3 separate regions of the Mus musculus genome follow, and regions 1 and 3 are each linked to region 2. The links are chromatin contacts, called in public Hi-C and HiChIP or PLAC-seq maps. All regions are on one chromosome and are shown on one strand. Each heading gives the region's core, a stretch centred on a gene start, on an enhancer-like site or on the middle of the called end of the contact. The rest is flanking DNA. Distances are from core to core; before and after follow the strand shown. Region 1 has its middle 600 kb from the start of 5031426D15Rik. Region 2 has its middle 190 kb from the start of Gm30904. Region 3 holds the start of Celf2 (CUGBP, Elav-like family member 2).

Region 1 (3,748 bases), core at 302-2,801, 1.0 Mb before region 2:
GATTTCTGTGTTTATACATCCATATGCTGTAGTGCCTCTCTGTAACTCAGCTCATCTCTCAGCCCTCAGCCACAAGGATCCTGAACAGAGCCCTCCTCCTCTCTCTGCTCCTGAGTACAGATCCATCTTCCTCTGAGAGAGCCACGCAGCTCCAAATACAATTGATTCTAAGAGAAAATTGCCCACCTTTTAGAGTAAATAAAGTTGAGAACGGGGCTGAGCAACTTCATTTCCACTTCCTAGCAGAGCGACTGAAGGCTGAGCTTCCTTCGACTTCAATTGCTCTCCTGAGAAAGTTTTTATTTAGCTTAACAGAAGAAAGCACAGTTTCTAGACCATAGAGGAGGAAAAAAAAAAAAAAAAAAAAAAAAAAGAACATTTCAACTTTGAATTAAAATCTCTCTCTCTCTCTCTCTCTCTCTCTCTCTCTCTCTCTGTCTGTCTTCCTGTTTCTGTCTCTGCCATACTCTTTCCCTGCCTTTCCTTGTATTATTACCAATAGTCAATTATAGCATTATGAACTGTCAACATAATAGATAGAAGTGTGCCATATAAATGACAAGAGAAAAGAATAGGGACAGAACGAAAGGCTCTGAAATATCTCTCTGAAGGCACGTTTGTAAATGACAGAGGAAGCGTTCACAGAGAAGATGGCAGACAAAACCCCAGGACCCTGTGAGGTAAAGACTGCACCTTATTTTCTGTAGAAACTGATGTTTGTGCGCCAGTGAGCAAAGAGGCTAACAAAAAGACACATTGAGTAATGGCCCTCAGATGTCTGTCCTTTGTGTGGCACATGTTGGATGTTACATAAAGCGCTCCTCCCTTTGCCCTCCTACAGGCTTGATATTTCTTTCTTTCTTTTCTTTTCCCTTTTCAAGGATTAAAGGAGACCATCCTACGTGGAGCTGTCAGGCATCAGTCAATGTGGGTTGAAATTAACCACAGAGAGTGACGCCCAACTGGGTTTAATCTGAAGGGAAAACGAAGACACTGTACTCACAAGAAGTTTAAATAATAGCATCTACATTATTTATATCCCCAGGCTTTAATCCAAATAACCAATGGAACAAGAAAAATAAAAAGAATAAAAGGTTGTACACAGTGTTTTGTGCAGTATAGGTGTCTCAAACTAATGAGCCTTCTGGATCCTCGTGCGCTTCTGAATATCACCAGGGGTGATTATAGCTTGCAAAAAAATAGACCAAAAAAAGGCATGCCTTCCTATGTCTTGGGCTGTAATTAAAGCCACAAGCCATCAGAAAGCAAAGAGGCCAGCTGCAGCCTTAAAACCTTTAGCACCCTGGCATTAAAAATAGATTACAGCACAAAATATGTACCCAAAATAATACCAATAAAAAATTTGCACATTTGATTACTATAATTGATTTTTTTCCTTCTAGATATGAATAAATGACCCAGGCTAAATGCCAGTTCCTTGCAAAGAATTTCATTTAAGCTTCACTGAATTGAAAAGGCTCAACCAGACTCAACATTTCCAACTTCCTAGCAAGTAGCAGAAAATCTACCTGACAGTTGCTATGGAAACACGAACAGGAAGAGTGAACCACCAGCCTATAAATCCACAGAGAAACCTTTCTTAATTGGAAGGCCTTTAACCCACACATTTTTCTCATAGCTGCAGAGCTTATTTCTAAAGAGATTATTAAATTCCTCAATTGACTTATGAAGGATGCTTCCCACTATATTACTGTGCTTTGGGTTGCTCATTCTTTATATCTGTTTCCAAAATTACAAAGCAGACCAGGGATAATAAAAGTTAACACAGATGTTTCAACGAAAAATCCATACGATGTTCCGAAAATAACTTCAGAGGCAACTCTGAACACAAAGGAGTCCTGCATGGGTACCAAGATGGGTTGCTGCATTTTGTTTCCAAACCATATGTAAGACACTGAAGGTTTTCAATCCTGCCTGCATCTGCCATGTTACCATAAAAGAAAAATCCTGGTCACACATCGTGATGTTGAAGAAAGCTGCCTGAATTGCAGAAACGAATAAATGAGGTTATGGGATGGGCTACTTTTATACTCACTCCTGACATTTTAGAAAGTTGCTCCTTAGCAGGAATTAGCAAATGCTACTAGCATGTGACTGACCCAAAGAAGAAGCACACAAGTACCACCTAATGTCTCCATGAATTTTAATTGTACTGGCATAGTTTAGTTAATCCATTATGTGATGGAGTTTTTAATATGATATATAGGAGAGGGCAGAGTTATAAGAGAAAACATAGACTATACATACCTGATCAAATCCACACAGGTCCTCCCTGATTTTGTAAGCAGTGTCCCTCCTCCCAGTTCTATTGCTTTCAAGTTGTATCCCGGAGGGGTCCTTAGGTATCTTTATTAATGGCTTTCTTTTCCTGTTGGATTCTCTTCCTAATTACTCCATTTATGTCTTTATTTAGTTTTGTCTCATCACTAGCATTTGTTTCTGCTGTGGTGGTGCTGGAGAGGTGGCTAAGTGGGTAGGCAGGAGCCACCCGCAAGTACAAGGACCCGAGTTCAAATTAGGAAACAACAATGTAGAGATCTGAGCAGAGCAACAAAGAAATCTATAAGTCCCCTGCTCTAGGGTGTGGTCTAGCTTCTCCTGGGGTCTGTTGTCTACCAGTGTAGCTCCAGGCTAAGTGTGAGATGAGTGATAAAGACTAACACTGAAGTCCTCCTTGGACTTCCATTAGTGCAAGGGCACATGCATGTGTATATTCATCACAATTAGAGTGCACACACACACACACACACACACACACACATGACCTCTTCTGGTCTTGAAAATATAATCCAACAAAAGCTATTGATCCCATATTCTATTACTTTTCCCTGATCCCTCTTTCAAGGCTTTCTCCTGTCTGTATCTGTATAAATTTGTTCTTTAGGCCTTTGTTAGTTTATGTCTTTATCTCTTTTCCTGTTCTTGGAAGGTGACTCCCATTCTTGTCCTCACACGTGGGCTCTCTAGGTGCTGACTTCCCATCTGGTGAACACTCCTGTATTCTTTCTTATGTCTTTCCCTGTATACCATAAGACTCATTTCTGGCTTTCCTTTCTCCTCTGTCTACATTATATTTCTGTTATATCTGTTGTAAACTTTCCCCCTTATTTAATGGCTTCCATTAGCCTGTGGTACAGTAATGAGTTACAAATATTTATTGTAACCTAATTTGGAAAAGAGGGACTTAAAAATTATCTACAAGCCTAGAGAGACAGCTGAATGGTTGAGAGCATTGGTTGTTCCTCAGGAGTTCTAGACTGATTTGCAGTACCTACACACAGTGACTCATAGCTACCTCTGACTCCAGTTTTGAGGGACCTGGCACCCTCTTCTAGTCTTTTTGGAAACACACACACACACACACACACACACACACAAATCATAAAAATATATTCACATGCTATTTGAAACTTTAGGAAGAATACTTAGGGTTAAGAATATATCTACCTGTGGAGGCTTGATGCCCCAGAGAAGGGAGATGCTAGAGTGAGGTTAGAGTGAATGGGTTGGTGGGAGAAGCATCCTCTTAGAGTCAAAAGGGAGGGAGAATGGGGTGGGGGGGACATGGTGATGGGACAGGGAAAGGGAGACAGGAAAAGGGGAGGCAACATTTGAAATATAAATAAATATAATAATTAAAAAAAGAACCAGCAAAAGAAAAAAATAGAATACATCCAAGGGGCAGAGAGATGGCTCATTTGTTGGGAGCACTTGTGGCTCTTGCAGA
Region 2 (3,402 bases), core at 353-2,852:
CTCCTTAAGAGGGACGGGTTTTCGTTTTCTCTCTCTCTTGCTTCTCTCTCTCTTGCTTCTCTCTCTCTTGCTTCTTGCTCTCTTGCTTCCTGCACCCTGGCTCCTGAAGATGTAAGAAATAAAGCTTTGCCGCAGAAGATTCTGGTCTGTGGTGTTCTTCCTGGCCGGTCGTGAGAACGCGTCTAATAACAATTGTGTTTTTGTGTATCCAAGAATAAGAACATAGACAACTTTAATACATTCAAAAGAAAATGATTTGCCCGAAAATACACAAAGACTTTTTCTAGCTTCTCTTTGCACTTAGCGACAGTTTCATGTTAGTGGAGTTCAGGGAATGTACTTATTAGTTACTAGAGAAGATTGTGTTTCCAAGCTTGACTGTGGCTTCTACAGTTGTTTTGGGTTATAATCTTGAGTGAACAAACAAAAGAACCATACATTCTAAAAACACTGCAACCAAACATTTAATTATAGTCCTCCTGTGCTCAGCAAGGGAGGGAATAGTTACAGTGATAATTTTACAATGTAATGACAAAAATCAGTCTTTTCTAGTACTGTTCTGCACCCTGGGTGACATCCAAAGTGACCTTTTGGCAATGATGTTTCTTCTCTTTTTTCTCTCTCTCTCTCCTTTTTTTTTTCTTCTTTTTTTAACTGATTCACGTTACATCCAGCTCACAGCCCCTGTCCTGGTCACTCCCACCCATAATCCTTCACCTCTTCACCTCTCCTTCTCCTCTGAGCCAGTAGGACCCCTCTGGGTTTCCCTTCACTCAGGCACTTCAAGCCTCTGCGAGGCTAGGCACACACTCCCTCTCCCATTAAGGCCTGAGGAGACCACCTAGCTAGTAGAACCTCTCCCACGTATAGGCAACAGCTTTGGGACAGATCCCGCTCCAGTTATTCGGATCCCACATTAAGATCAACCTGCGCATCTGCTACATATGTCTAGCCCCTGTACGTTCTTTGGTTGGTGGTTCAGAGTCTGAGAGCTCCACGGGATAGTATGCCCAGATCATACTGTTCTAAAGAGAACTAAGCAAATGATCTAAACGCGCAGTATCGTGGTTGTTCTACTCTATCTTTTTTTTTTTATTTGAATCATGAATTTAGTTGGGACCTTTCACCCACATAATATGCCGTGTTCATAGTTGATTCCATTGTCTTCCCCTGTTTCCCCTACCCCCACTTGCTATTCTTCCCTTGAAGTAGCTCTCCTCTTTCCTTTTTATTTACTTTTGTATATATTTTAGGCATCTCAGCTTTTACAATAGTAGATTTTTATATTTCTTTTTTAATCCATCCTAATATACCTAGCTTTTTAAACAAAAAATATTTCTAAGGATTCTGATTTTTAATTTTATCTTCCATTCCCCTTTTCACTTCACAATGTCAGTGTGACTCATCCAATAGATTGATGACTCCCTTCCTCCCTCCCTCCCTCCCTCCCCTCCTCCCTCCTTCCCTCCTTTCTTTCCTTTGTCCCCTCTACCATCTCTTTTTCTCTTCTGTATGCTCTCCCTCTTTTCCTTCTTCTCTCTTCCTCCTCTCCCCCTCCCTGGCTCTCTCATCTTTCTATGGCAAAAATAGTCTCTAAATCTACATGTGGGTTTGAAAATTAAAACGTTTTAAAGTTTAACCCCATAAAAATTCCTCAACTGATCTGTGCATTCAGTTTTGTAGTTGCTACAAGGCATCCAACAGTGCCCTCTAATGCCAGTTTTTAAAACAATTGTTCCATACTTTTGCTTTAATCACAATGTTAAATCCTGTCATTTAGGAATCCATATCAAAGAATAAAATGCTATAAAATATTTACAATTTTAAAGACAAATTTTATAAAACATTTTCTTTAGATTTTAAAATTTAGTTAAATAATGTAATGTGATTACATTATTTTAACTCATCTTGATAATATTGTTTAATTACACTACTTCTGCTGATTGACACAATGTCCAACAAATTCTGTAAAGACACTTAGTAACAAATAATTAATCAAAACAGTATTTATTTTTAATGGCAAATAATAGTAACTTCTATATTAAATGCACAATTTATCACTGTAACTAGATGGATTTTTGGCACTTTCTAATTAAAAATTTTATAAACTTTGGCTAACCATATATATTTTAAGTATATAGCTATTAACTTTTTGGCTACATATTTGTCAGTATTTGTATCACATATTAAATCTGTTTTTATGAATAAATAATTTTTCCATTTTAAGTAGTAGTTCTATCAAAAATGTGAGGAGTATTCCAAAATTTTGTTTTTAAAAAAATCAAGTGGATAGCAACTACTATATGTACAAGCTTCTGGGTAAAGTAGAGTTGCCTTAGTATACCCCAGAAAATGAGAAGTCAGGGTAACACAGACTATTCCAGAGATAAGTAGAAGTGTACAGGAAGTCACAGAGAAAGCGATAGGGAAGCTTGAATGTATGTATGGGCACCTTGTGTGTACCTGGTGACTTTAGGATCAAAGGCATCAAATGCCCTGAAACTATCTAAGTAGGGCTGTTTGTAAGTCACTATATGGGTGCTGGAAAGCAAAGCCAGGTGTTCCACAAGAGCAACTAATATTCTTAACTGCTGAACCAACTCTCCAGCCCCATAAAAGTCTATTTTAAAAGCAAAATAATGGCAGCAAAGAAGAAAGAGATATTTCCACAAACCAAAACTATTTGCAAAGAGGTACCTGCTAGGGAAATATTCACAAATATGCGACTTCCCACAGCACAATTAAATACTACAAGCAAGAACATAGCAACAACAAGCACAACAACAACCTTGACATTCAATAACACACAAACAGTTGAATATCTTAATCTATTTTCAATTTATATGTTTTGTAGCCATTAAAGCTTCTAATAAACAATAATCATTATGTAACCTTAAATAAATAAATGTATCTGTTAAAAAATAGAAGTTGAATTATTTGTCTGTCTTTGTCCATGTCTATGCATCCATGTTTGTAATACATACAGAGACCAGAAGAGGAGATGAACCCTTTGGAGTAGCAGTTATAGGGATTTGTGAGCCATTGTACATGTTGGGAACTGAAGTCCCTTGATAGGGCAGCGAGTGCCTTTAACCTCTGAACTATTTATCTAGCCTCGCAAATTTTTCTACAGTAGACACATTAAAATGGCAAGTCTTTTCATCCGAAGTTATTACCTAAACATTTATGTATCTCTAATAAGTCTGTAAGTAGTGATCTCAGAATTTTGTCCTGGAACTTATTAAGATGATCTGAAAAGAACGGAATCACAGGGGTTGAGTATGGGAACCGGGTAGTGACACCAAGAAACACAGCAGTAAAAGAACCTGTGTGCGAGCTTCAGTCTGGAAAACAACAGAATTCAAAACAAAGCCCAAGGACGAGCTTTAGTCTATTAAATAA
Region 3 (3,418 bases), core at 361-2,860, 1.7 Mb before region 2:
TCACCTTAGAAACCAGTTTATCTTATGAAATGAAGGGCATCCGAATACACGTGAAATACTTGCCTTTCATAGAAATGCAGTTTGTAAGAATATAAACATCAAATCAAAGATCAATATATTCCATCGAAACCTTTCACTTAACAAAGTAACAGAACAATAGTTGGTGACCAAAATTGGAAAGGCAAAAGTTCTTATTCTTGGATTTCTAAACTGCTTGTCTGTGGATGCCAAAGGGGAAGCTAAAAACTAGGAATACTGATTACTTGAGCATTAAGTATGTCCTTCTTAACTTCTCTTTTATGCTACATTCCCTAGGTCCAAAAAAAGGGAGCATTTAAAATCCTCGGCGGTAAATACTGTAGAAGCAGGTCTGATCAACAAGGCATTTGCCACAATGATAATAGTATTACAAGCATCCTCAATCAATAAGTTTTCTTTCTGTAGTTAACAGAGAGGCAAGCCATAAATCTCTAACTTAATCCAGCCAACATAACTGCAAAATGCAAAAAGCTCTGAGAACGGCAGATAATAAATTTTTAAAAGCATAAAACCACAAATAAGCAGACCCAAAGCTTCCCTCTGATAGTCCACACAACAAGATTATAGGAGATAAAAGGGGGTGCTGGAAAAAAAAAACAAACAAACAGAAAACCAGCCCCAGACATGCATTAAGCTAGTTTGACAGCTCCATTGTTCCACCGGTCCCATTGTCAGACCCAAAGATGTATTCAGTGCTACAATGTCTGCTAGCAAATAAACAAAAGACTGCATTTTTAAAAGCAGGATGCCAATTCTATCATAATTCTCTCTCCGCTTCCCAAAAGGTCAGCTGTGTCTCCTTCTCGGTCTATGATAGAACCCCACCACCCATGCAGGAAGCAGGTATCTGCTTTCCCGCACAAGAGGACCCAGGACGCCATGCATGAACAGAGGTCTCCAAACAGGTACACATTTTGGCAAGCAGGATAAAGTGATCCAAACCTGATAACACGAGAGGACTATTTAGGTGTCTAAGTCCAGATTAGAGTGGTATTTGGAACGCAAGTCTAATATGGAGTCTCCTCAGCTCCTTTTTCGATGATTATTCCATGCAGAGTGCATAATAATGAAAGAGGCTTAGACATTGCAAAGGAAAAGACGAACCAACAGCCAGATTCGGAACCCTTAAAACATCCACTGGCTGCTCATAGGTAGCGGGGAGCAAATGCATGGTCTGCTTTCAAAAGACAACTAGTACACACACAACTCCCTCACAGCAGTCCTTCTCCTTTCTCTCCCTGGCTTGCTCGCTCTCCCTCCCAATCTCTTGGTCTCAATTTCATTTCCCTCTCTCTGTTTAGATTCTTTTTTCTCTCTCTTTCTCTTCTAAGATAAGGAAGCTGCTTGATTCAGGGCAAGATTGGCGTCTCCACCAGCTCTCAAAACTAGAAAAGCCTATGTTAAAAACAAAGGACCCAACAACATACCTTAAAAGCAGCTCCTCATTTCTCATAGTAACAGCGGATTTGGGACAGCGCATGCTTTCTACACTGATAGTCTCAACAAAAGCCAGTTCAGAAGTGCGCTCAAACATCAATGCCACAGTCGCTATTCACTAATGCGCCCCCTCTCCTCTCTCTCTCTCTCTCTCTCTCTCTCTCTCTCTCTCTCTCTCTCTCTCTCTCTCTCTCTCCCTCTCTCCTCTCAAATGCTGAATAGTACAGAAAAGGGCTCCTGCAGACTCACTGGGAAGAAATAATCCTCTCCGACAAGTTATGTTATCTAGGCATGTTTTTGCACTGGTGTGCTGTGTCTTCTAGAGAGAGCTTGTTTGCATGCACTCAAGCCTGGCATTGGATCTCCTAATTACCATCTTAAAAACTGGGAAGATTTTAAGCAACTCAGTGACATGTGATTTCATATATATATATATGTGTGTGTGTGTGTGTGTGTGTGTGTGTGTGTGTGTGTGTGTGTGTATGTTAGCAAAACCAATCTCACAGCACAGTTCACTATCAACTATCAGCAGAGCATCCCAGAGGACTGAGATTTGAACAGGTCAGTGTGCTCAAAAGGATTTTTGCCTCTCTTTTCTGGGACACTGCATTCACAGTTGGATTCATCTGTTCCTCTCCTCTTGTCCTTAGAAAGAGTGACAAGGTCAAGACCCTCAGCCTCACCCTGGACCATAGATGCAGAGAACAGAGGCTAAGAAACTGGGAAGTGTTTTAACTCTCTGTATGCCAGAGTTCTTATAAATTAAGAGCTTCATTCACCAGAATCCAGGCATCAAAGCCAGCAGGCAACACAAAGATTGTTTGGTCGCACTGAATGCGTAATTGACAGATACAGCAGCTTCATTCCTGAAAGGCTAATGAGTGGCTTTTTTTCCCCAAAACAAGAAAATTTGCTACTCTGCTTCACTATATTCTTGAGCCTTTGAACATAAAGTGGACCAGAGAAAATACACATTCCCCTTTCTGTTTCTTTGAGTAGGAATCATTCCATAAATAACTAGGAAGTCAAACAGTAAGTTAAGCACACACACACACACACACACACACACACACACACACACACACAGAGAGAGAGAGAGAGAGAGAGAGAGAGAGAGAGAGAGAGAGAGAGAGAACTCTATGGACTGCACACATAGTCATCCAAAAGGGCAAGTTCGGACGTCACTCCAGGGGATGCACACTGACCTTGGAAGTTGGGAAAACCCTCACTTTCTATGGAATAACCTAGAACATTTCAAAACAGACCTGAGTCAACAAAGACTGGTGTGAATCCTGAATGCTCACCCCATCCTATATCGGCACAAAGTGTATCTTTCCTAGTAAAATTCTGGACTTGAAATATAACCGGGACTAAGAGTGAAGAAAATGATGGTGGGTTTTGTTCTCCCCCATATTTGAGGACCTTAAATAATATACCCAGTATCTTGTAAGATCTCTGACTTTTGAACTTGGTCTTATCCACAGTCGGGAGATCTGGGGAGAGTGTAGAGGGAAGAGTTCCTCAGGCTCTGCTACACAACATTCCTGACTGGTGCATCCTAGACTATGGAAACAAAGAAAGGATAGACAACTGCCATTCCCATTTCTACACATCACTAAGACATGGCAAACCACTTGACAAAGATCAAGTCCCAAAACAAGAGCCTCATCTTAAGGACAACTCCATCATCCCAGGTCTTTGCTTCATTACACGATATGAAAATCACCAAGTGAACATATGAGAAGGAATGACCTTGCCAGGGAAGGCTACTGTATGAAATGCAACATGCTCCTTTGAAGTGGGAAAAGTTCATGTAAATGAACTTGGAACTGGAGAGACCTTGAGGAAATAGACTGTGACCTTCTTCCCCTTATGGCTTGTGGGAGTGTCAGAGCAGAAGGCTCTTGACCTCCCTGTAGCTCTCTTTGCCCTGTAGTTAAAT

The links. Hi-C and Micro-C count contacts between places; a contact is called where the count stands out from the background. HiChIP or PLAC-seq counts read pairs in DNA pulled down with a chosen protein or histone mark.
Region 1: a contact with region 2 is called in a Hi-C map of forebrain, with 2.9 times the contacts expected there. The contact joins two enhancer-like sites. A contact is called at or near these places in 2 of 484 Hi-C or Micro-C datasets (cerebral cortex and forebrain).
Region 3: an H3K4me3 HiChIP or PLAC-seq map of forebrain shows a contact between it and region 2, with 31 times the contacts expected there. The contact joins the promoter of Celf2 here to the enhancer-like site in region 2. A contact is called at or near these places in 4 of 39 promoter capture datasets (cranial neural crest, frontonasal cranial neural crest, hippocampal neurons and 1 more), 2 of 484 Hi-C or Micro-C datasets (cerebral cortex and forebrain) and 5 of 115 datasets of contacts at active chromatin or transcription factors (SST interneurons, astrocytes, embryonic forebrain and 2 more).

Annotation. Positions count from the first base shown.
Region 1 is chr2:7,529,835-7,533,582 of GRCm38.p6, forward strand. No RefSeq gene overlaps it. Among named protein-coding and RNA genes, the nearest start is that of 5031426D15Rik, 600 kb to the left of the region's middle. Within about 2 kb of position 1,552, at least 16 of the 459 cell types and tissues checked have an H3K27ac peak or open chromatin away from gene starts, as enhancers often do. A contact at or near this core is called in forebrain, where this site is marked.
Region 2 is chr2:8,535,414-8,538,815 of GRCm38.p6, forward strand. No RefSeq gene overlaps it. Among named protein-coding and RNA genes, the nearest start is that of Gm30904, 190 kb to the left of the region's middle. Within about 2 kb of position 1,603, at least 14 of the 459 cell types and tissues checked have an H3K27ac peak or open chromatin away from gene starts, as enhancers often do. A contact at or near this core is called in forebrain, where this site is marked.
Region 3 is chr2:6,883,386-6,886,803 of GRCm38.p6, forward strand. Celf2 (CUGBP, Elav-like family member 2) reads right to left here and starts at 1,611. Exons shown (of 14, transcript NM_001110228.1): 1 at 1,467-1,611. The coding sequence starts at 1,573.